Regions from separate parts of the Salmo salar genome. Here region 1 is linked to region 2. A link is a contact called in public Hi-C data. All regions are on one chromosome and are shown on one strand. Each heading gives the region's core, a stretch centred on a gene start, on an enhancer-like site or on the middle of the called end of the contact. The rest is flanking DNA. Distances are from core to core; before and after follow the strand shown.

What was found. A called contact is a pair of places that touch in the nucleus more often than the background predicts.
Region 1: a Hi-C map of gill shows a contact between it and region 2, with 2.1 times the contacts expected there. The contact joins the promoter of LOC106586499 here to the promoter of LOC106586493 in region 2. A contact is called at or near these places in 2 of 3 Hi-C or Micro-C datasets (gill and muscle).

The regions. Positions count from the first base shown.
Region 1 is chrssa25:28,404,338-28,408,773 of Ssal_v3.1, reverse strand. LOC106586499 (dehydrogenase/reductase SDR family member 12) reads right to left here and starts at 3,031. Exons shown (of 10, transcript XM_014173876.2): 1 at 2,400-3,031; 2 at 1,992-2,125; 3 at 1,540-1,622; 4 at 749-841; 5 at 457-538; 6 at 271-332. The coding sequence starts at 2,455. It overlaps rubcnl (rubicon like autophagy enhancer), which reads right to left. Exons shown (of 14, transcript XM_014173873.2): 13 at 4,336-4,426; 14 at 4,025-4,238. The coding sequence ends at 4,135. trnal-caa (transfer RNA leucine (anticodon CAA)) reads left to right here and starts at 3,384; the gene lies at 3,384-3,493. It overlaps trnal-caa (transfer RNA leucine (anticodon CAA)), which reads left to right and starts at 2,806; the gene lies at 2,806-2,914. It also overlaps LOC106586500.
Region 2 is chrssa25:28,099,859-28,104,126 of Ssal_v3.1, reverse strand. LOC106586493 (succinate-CoA ligase ADP-forming subunit beta) reads right to left here and starts at 2,103. Exons shown (of 11, transcript XM_014173860.2): 1 at 1,953-2,103; 2 at 968-1,154. The coding sequence starts at 2,036. LOC106586491 (mediator of RNA polymerase II transcription subunit 4) reads right to left here. Exons shown (of 7, transcript XM_014173859.2): 4 at 4,118-4,175; 5 at 3,930-4,016; 6 at 3,558-3,689; 7 at 2,249-3,402. The coding sequence ends at 3,230.

The sequences.
Region 1 (4,436 bases), core at 1,782-4,281, 300 kb before region 2:
GATTATCATCATGACAATATGGGCTGTTAGACTGCTAGACAGATGGAACATGTCCTTTTGTTGTTTTTGTAATATGTAATAGATTCCTTTGATGCATTTGTTCAGACACACTAGGCCCTCTGCTGGTCAATTAGACATTAATACAAGCGCAAACAAACACAGAACTAATGGCAAACACAGAACTAAAGGCCATACAAGAGCCACTTTTCAAACTTTTCTCATTTCATTGATTGGGCCAATGTCATCTGTCTAAGGCAGGACATTACTCACCACTCGTGGGTCCTGTGCCTGTTTCAGGGCTGGTATCAACGCTGTGGTTAGGATGAAGGTACCTAACCAAGTGAACAGTAATGATGAGGAAGAACATTGTGAGAAAACATATCAACCTATATAGGTAAGTGGTGTGCATTGTTTCCAATGAGACGTGACTACTGCCCTTGGGTTGATCTTACTTACCGAGAGTGTTAGTAGCAAAGTTCTTCTCTACACCTTCCTCTGTCAGCTCTTTCTGGTTTACCATACACCCTGCATTGTTGATCTGGGGAAGAAAGAATCATAATTAATAAACTTGTATTGAATTAATTCAATGAATCTAATCACTCATGTGGAATCATACCCAATCACTCATATTGAATCATTCATATATCATCCTATTCAAACTAGCAGCCCATCAACCCTTTAATCTATTCAATGGACTAACCCATGTGTGGGGCTTGGAGATGATTCACCCACCTAACAGATACCTTACCAGTACATGAATGCTGTTGCTTTTTGAGAAGCTCTCTGCAAACTCCCACACTTGTCTTGCACTGGACATGTCAACGATGTGAACATGGACATTCTGCAGAGACAAAGAAAATGTAAATGAAAAAGAAACCACATAGAAGCACATTAAGTGCTTCTACATCTGCATTGCTTGCGGTTTGGGGTTTTAAGCTGGGTTTCTGTACAGCACTTTAAGATATCAGCTGATGTAAGAAGGGCTATATAAATATATAAATACATTTGATTTGATTTGATTCTGAACTATTACGCTGGCAGTTGGAAAGATTGATTACAGTATTCAAATTGGATCACAAAGAAGCCAAACATGGAATTTTGGGAGTGTGAGCCGGGGACTTGAGTATAGACACAGCAGTGTTACTTTTCTACCAAACCAGAGGCGTAACAACCCCCAGACATGATTGTGCAGGAACTATCAAACCATCCTCTGTTTCTGTTTGACTAAGTGCTTGTCCACAATAATCAGTCTAAGCAAGGCAAGAAGCAGATCATCTCATCTGTAAATCACCTCAACTTCCACCCAACTGGGCATAAAAGATCCTTATCATTGTTAGATTAGCCAAACTAATCTGTGCAGCACCTAACTCATGATGACCCCATGAATATGCCACATTGTGACCCCATGAACAAAGCTGATCACAATTTACTCAATGGCTTGCTCTTCATCATTCACCAGACCTTTGCTGGGCATGAATAAACATGTGTGGTGTTATTTTCTGTACTGATTCCTTCTTTGTGTCGTTCAGTCCTCGTTACCTGGTTTTTACTATGTTCCACTATCTCCTCTTTCGCCTCCTGTGCCCGTTCCTTGTTACGACACACCAGGTGGACAATCCCTCCTGCAATAAAACCATAACCGTATATCAAACACTGGGTAAACTATAGTGACCTCAAAGAACCCCTTCACGCAACTAATGATCAGCCACCTGAGGAGTTGAACACCATATTGTCCTCATGATTGGTCTGTGAGTCTGTCTATATAAACCTCTATGAGACCTCACCTTGAGGTTAGTTGCCATCTGGCCCACCTACTAGCACTCACTCATAAATCTACTGTTAATCAACTAGCCTTTCACTCACTGTAATGGAATCTAAAAATGTGTACAAACAATGGTCAACAGTTATATTAGATTAGTGGCGTACATTTCAAGGTGAAAACCATATTCATTGTTGTTTTAAACACTCATAGGACATTGACTTTGCCTTACCTCTTTTGGCTATTTCATGGGCTGTAGCTTTTCCAATGCCGCTGTTGGCCCCAGTGATTACAAAAGACCTGCCACTCAGGTTCACGTCCAGGTCCCCAGTATTAAACTGCTTAGCTGCTGCTTCATATCCGCTTCTGTTGATCAAAAGAAAAAGACATCTCAACATAAGGTTAATGGTGATTAAGGAACTGAGATAAAATAAAGCAAACACATGTTTAAAAAGGCAACGTAAAGGCAGTTATATTGAGGTTGTCAGCATAGTAATTGTATGACTACTAACAAATACATGGATTCTTTAGTAACATCAATATGTACTGTGAAGGCATGTGCGCGTGTTAGTCATTCAAACCTATAAAATTCCAACCTTCTATTTTTGTGCAACACTAGCTAGCAAAAACCGATACTCACTTTGTGTATTCTTGAAGTCCTTTTACGAACCAAACGGCGTTTCTGTAAAACGACATCTTTAGGAAGCTAGCTGCTTTAGCTGGATAATTATTTTAAGTAGAGTTATATAGCTACTGTAACATTGTATAACAACACTAGACAAAACACGCCTCTTTTTACATTTCATAAGAATGACTCGTTACTTCGTCCAACGCGGGTGGGGCAAACAGTCACATGGGGTAACGCACACCTCTGTCTTTAGTTAAATACAGCTAAAATAACAAATGTGTAAATACTGGTAAGTGTTTAGTCAACAGTAAACTGTGTAGCGAACATAGAACCCCAACAAATCTAATTATTACCTAACTTGTAAAATGGCTGCTATATTTATCTTTATAAGTAATATTGCTCTCTTCAAAGTTCAGTTGTCAGGATGGCCGAGTGGTCTAAGGCGCCAGACTCAAGGTTCAACCTTCCATAGTAATGGGGTTTCTGGTCTCCGAATGGAGGCGTGGGTTCAAATCCCACTTCTGACAGTCTTTTTTTTTCGGGGACAAAATTAGTAAAAAACAGTAACCAACGACAATTTATCAACCCTTAAGAGCAAAGCCGATAAAGTGCCATATCTTGTACAATGTTGATTTTAAACTAAGCTCAACCACTGACAATGCATACATCATACCAAATAAAATGTTTTTCTACAACTTAAGTTATTATAATATATTATTACTTCATTTCCAGTGTATATGTTACATGTATGTTTGCAATAACACTAGTAGTACGATATCTAGCTAACGGTAGCTATTTCCAAACAAAATGCTAACTAGCCAGCTAGATTTGCTAACAAAAAGGAAATGGTTAGCTAGCGATATCGTAAGGTTCACGTTTTTTGGCTGTGAAAAGCTACTGTAGCTATCATGAAAATGAGTATCTTTAAGAAATTATCTCGATAATCACTCATCGTTGAATGAATAGATGCTCTGTTTTCTCTCACTTATCTGAGTTGTCAGGATGGCCGAGCGGTCTAAGGCGCCAGACTCAAGGTGAAAATCCTTCCTGGAAAGGGGCATTCTGGTCTCTGCATGGAGGCGTGGGTTCGAATCCCACTTCTGACAATACTTTTTGACCTTTCATCCTTCAATATAGGCTAGTAGGTGAGTATATACATGTCTTATTGTGATAGTTACAAGATAATGTCAATTGTAAAGTGGATGATATTTCAAAGCTTGATATTAGGGCATGTCAACTGGGGTTATTCAGCAGACTGCTTTAGGCTATTTCACCCAATACAAATGTTACAGCCCTGGGATACAGCATAATGAGTGAATAGAGGTCGAAATTATATCACTCTGACATCAGTGCATGGCATTGTTTTATGGCCATTAGAATGGGAGGTGATTCACTCAAATGTCCAACAGATGTCGCTATGTTCCACATTTTTTGTTGTAATACTGAGCAGAAGGTACAGTATTGTAAATCCGAAAATGATAGATAAACACAATCCCACTCTGATTCATAAAACCCATTGTGATATTCGGTCTAAGCAGCATCTTCTCTTCTTGGTAAAATGGGGAGGGTCCGTACCTGACTCAGTACCTGCTCCTTTCATGTGACATGCTTAGTGAATTCAAATATAAATGATACTGTTACATTTTAATGCACAGCATTTTATTATTGGGAATACTCTGTATTCAGATTCAAAAGACAAACACATGTAACAATGTGAGGATATTTTCCCACACTTCCAACATGTACTCTAGAGGCAGAACGTGTCCATCAGCTTTTTTCGACATTGGATCCGTGCACATTTAGGGCACTCCTCATCTCTGAAGCAGTCTTTGTGGAAACAGGCCTTGCACACTAAAACGAGAGAGATGCATCGTTATCAGATTTATATGGATTTAAAAAAAAGTAAAGGTGAAGAGCGGGCTGTCTGTCTGATCAGAAAAACACTTGCCTTGACAGCGTGTGCAGGTCTCGCTCTGGAAGGGAAATAACACATCCTTCTGCTTGCAGAACTCACAGATGAAGCCTCTAGCCAGGCAGACCTGGGGTAAA
Region 2 (4,268 bases), core at 854-3,353:
AATATTAGTAATTAGAAATTATTCATACTTTAACTTTTGATACTTAAATACATTTTTGTCATTACATTTACTTTTGATACTTAAGTATATTTAAAACCAAATACTTTGACTTTTTCTCAAGTAGTAATTTACTGGGTGACTTTCACTTTAGCTTGAGTCATTTTCTATTATCATCTTTACTTTAAATGAAGTATGACAATTGGGTACTTTTTCCACCACTGTGATTGACTATGCGCAAAAGTGAATTGAAGTTAAAAAAAATCCACCACCACCATGCGTAATGTGCATAATGGTCATGTGAGGTGAAATGTGTATATTTTAGGATGTGAGCACTCAGTGAACCATCCCTAGATATCGTTAGCAGTCATAGGTCGTAAGCTAAAAAATACAGAAAAACATAAGTTGGGGACAGCCCTAAACTGCTGTCTTTTAGAGCTGTGACGATACCAGTACAGCAATATTTTTTTCCAGGAAAAAAATGAAAACACGAAGCAGACCAAACTCTTTGGTCCTTTAAAAACCTGCAGTACGTAAAATATTGTGTGCTACAGCTTTTGAAAATAAATGTGACCGTGGATGACAGACAACATTAGGGCTGTTTTCCTAAAGTCAAATCCACTTTTTGTTTTGTTTCCATGCCACGACACTAACGAGTATTGCGATCCTGGTATCGTCCCGGCCCTACTGTCTTTTGAACTCTTATGAGGTATTATGAACTTCCAGCCATTCTATCGGAGCTCTCAGTATGGCACTACGATGATACTGGGGCATCCCTAGATTACAGTATACATCCCACTCTCAGACCATACCTGACTCAGTCAAACATCAAAGAAGATTAGTTAGTTAATACATAGACTCACTACTACCTGGTCTGACATAATATAAGCCTACTGTCAATTCAAAGTGTTTATCCCCAATTTACTCTACTGCAATTTATTTGCCCACATCCTATTAGGCTATGGATTACCAATCTCCTTGGCAACAGAGTAGGCCTCATCGGGTGAGCTGGCCACCTTGCCCTCGGGCACACAGACACCAGCCTCTTTGAGCAGACCAATGCTCATGTACTCATGCAGGGAGAGGTTCCTCTGCTGCTGCTGCAGGTGGGGGGACTGCTGCTGAGGCCCAAGCAGGCCAGAGGAACCACCCAGCACCTTGAGAGAGGGAGTGAGAAGGGGATAGAGGAGAGAGAAAGTGATGTAGGGAGAGAGTACATTAACACTAGTGAAGCAGTGAAATTACAGTACCTACTCATGTCAGGGGGAGTACATCGTCTGTGCAAGGACACTGAATGAGAATTGTTACATCCATACAAAAGAGGGCACACACAGATACACACAACACAAATGTGGAGTAACGTGTGTGTCAATAGTGGAAGTTTGCGGATATGAAAGAGGAATTCATCAAACATGTCATTTGGGCGTCAATTGAATCGACACCAAAAACGTTTCTCGAATGTATAAAGGCCCACTAACTCTTAGAAATCGGACAGTTAGCTAGCTGCCTATTGTAGCTAACCTATTTAGCTAAATCTCAGATGCCGACAGTCTCGATGTCGCATAGCCTCCATTCATCCCGTTCTGACGTCGGCGCTTTGGTGTTGGAGGTCACTGTGTTTAGAACTATGTGAGCGGAAAATCTCTTGTTAGCAAACGCAAATCCCTGTACCCCCAAAATGACTTGTCTTTTAATACATTTAGTCGTTTTATAAATACATTCATTTTGCCATCGCTAGCAAGTGAAAGTAACTAGCTGGATAGTAAGATAAACATGAGCAATGTCTAGGTAGCTAGCATAGCCAGTTTCCTAGCAGCCTCAATGGCGATGAGCTAATGTCAAATATGACCCTGTCTCTTTTTGGGGAATTTTGGACGTCGAAGATGGTGCAGCAAAAACATTATCACAGCTACAGGCAGACGGATTTCGTCCCCTTTTTTCCAACGCACACTTACCTTGGATGCAGTGGTAAGTATCGATCTTGCCCCAGAATTTCTCAGGCTAGCCGAAAATCGGCCACAAATCAGGGACGCCGCCATGTTTCCTTCCCTGAAGCGAACGATAAATTGGGCGCATGCGTAGTAAACCAAGTGCCCCTTACACAGGCTTGGTGCACATTCCATGGTCTTTACAATTTGAAGACATGGCTATAAATAAATACATATGGTCAAGTCAACTCAACATTGCGCATTCTTAAAACTATACAATGTCCTGTCAAATGGTATCAAGGATATCAGCACCACACAAAGTATTTACTCAAAAGTTATATTTATTTACAAGCCTGAAAAAAAACTACAATATATACAGCCTTATTTACACATGGAGCAACAAGCCATCAGTCAATTAATATGCCGTTTTTCAATATAAAGAATATAAGGTGTGCTTGATGAATCTTGCCTGAAATAAGCAGTTTTTACTTTTGAAAAAAAAAAAGTTAACTCAGGTAAGTGCACCTACAATTTCAAAATCCACTCCTGGTGACATGTTTTCAGCAATAGCAGCGATAAGGAGCACTTGGGTTCGAATCAGCAACAACATTCTTTTTTTTCCTTCTTTTTTTAATGAAATACTGTTATATTCCTTCCTACACAAAGGTACATGTACTTTTCAACACTATTCCCCATTGCCAGTCTAAAAAAACAGCAAAGAAACAAAAAGGGGAACCTGATAGACAACAAAAGGAATATGTCTGTTATCAGTCACGTAGTACCAGACATTACCCTGGGGTGTATTCCTTAGTCGGATTCTATTGCACAACATTTTGTCTGTTCCAAAACATTTTGCAACGGAAACCGTTTACTCTAGGAACCAAACGAAACGGGGCGGGACCTACCCAAATTTGTCAATAGAAACATTTGTTTTCATTGCAAACTGTGTTCCATTACCGAATCTGACTAATGAATACACCCCTGAACTGATGCAGTGGACTTTACAGAGAGCTGGTGATATTACATTGGGGATCACAGATAGTGTTGTACAAATGTCTCATCAACAAGCCGGGAATAGAGAGGGTCAGAGAAAAACAAGACCGTGAGATGAGTATCTCTCAATATTCTCTGGATTCTATGTAGTTGTTTGCTATATCGGATAGCTAACCCTGTATCAACTGATGCTTATCGTAAATGTTATGGGTGTGATGGATAGCTGGCTCTACGAGGTACTGGGTGTGTCCAATTCCCAAATCAGAGTCAGATATACACACACAGATGGGCAGACAGAGACAGACACACACTTAGTCCGAGTCGCTGCTGCTGCTAGATGAGTCTGTAGACATGGCCTCCACGTCGTCCTCGTTCTCTTTGTTGTGGCCGGGGGGCTCCAGCCCAAAGTCGTTGCCATGGTGAGGGGGGAGCATGCCCACTGAGACATCTGATGGTTGCCAGGGGTACTGGGGGGTGAGCACATCTGATGAAGGGAGGGAAGAAAGAGTAATTAAACAGTGATAGGGTTAGTATTACAGTATATTTCACAGAAACATATCAAAACACAGATCCTAGGAGAAGACAAAAACAGTTGATTCCATTTGTCGAAAGGTGAAACCACACAAACCGAAAGCATACCTGGCAATCTCCCAGCTGCCAGTGCATCTCCAGGGAGGTGTCCATTCACGCCATTGGTTGGCAGGTTGCTCATGTGACCCAACAATCCACTGCGCATCTCCAGGTCAGTGGGGTAAGGTCTACGCGGATCACCTGTTATAAGGAATATGCCATGAAGTTGATTGAAGAGTAATTACAGTAGTATTGTGAATGCAAGTGACGGCTATGATAGTGACTGAGGTTCAAATATTCCCCATCAGTACTGAGAGGAATTTCCATTCTGGAGAGAAGGAACATGCAAGGGAAGAAGGATCTGGCGGGGGTGGGGGTTGAAAAATAGAGGGCATCGAAGACAGCATAACAGAAGCTCAAATGGGCAGAAACAGGACATACCTGGTACCCAGTTGAGAGGGGCACAGACTGCATTGCTGGCACTGATCCTGTGGGCATATTTGATGATCTCTTCTGAGGAGATGCTCCCTGAAAGACAACAGTACTTTTAGTTTCATGTATTATCTTTGGTAGTATTTATCATAAAGTTCTCCGGCTATTCAGATGAATGCTGTGAAAATCAGGCTCACCTTTTTTGGCCTTATCAATAGATTTCAGTTTCTCCTTTGCTTGGTATACAGCAGTCGCCTAGAAGAGAGGTTTGGGTAAAAAGGTTAGGTTGAATCAAAGTCAGAAACAAAGTGCTGTTTTGTTCAAATTGCCTGTTAATAAAATGTGACC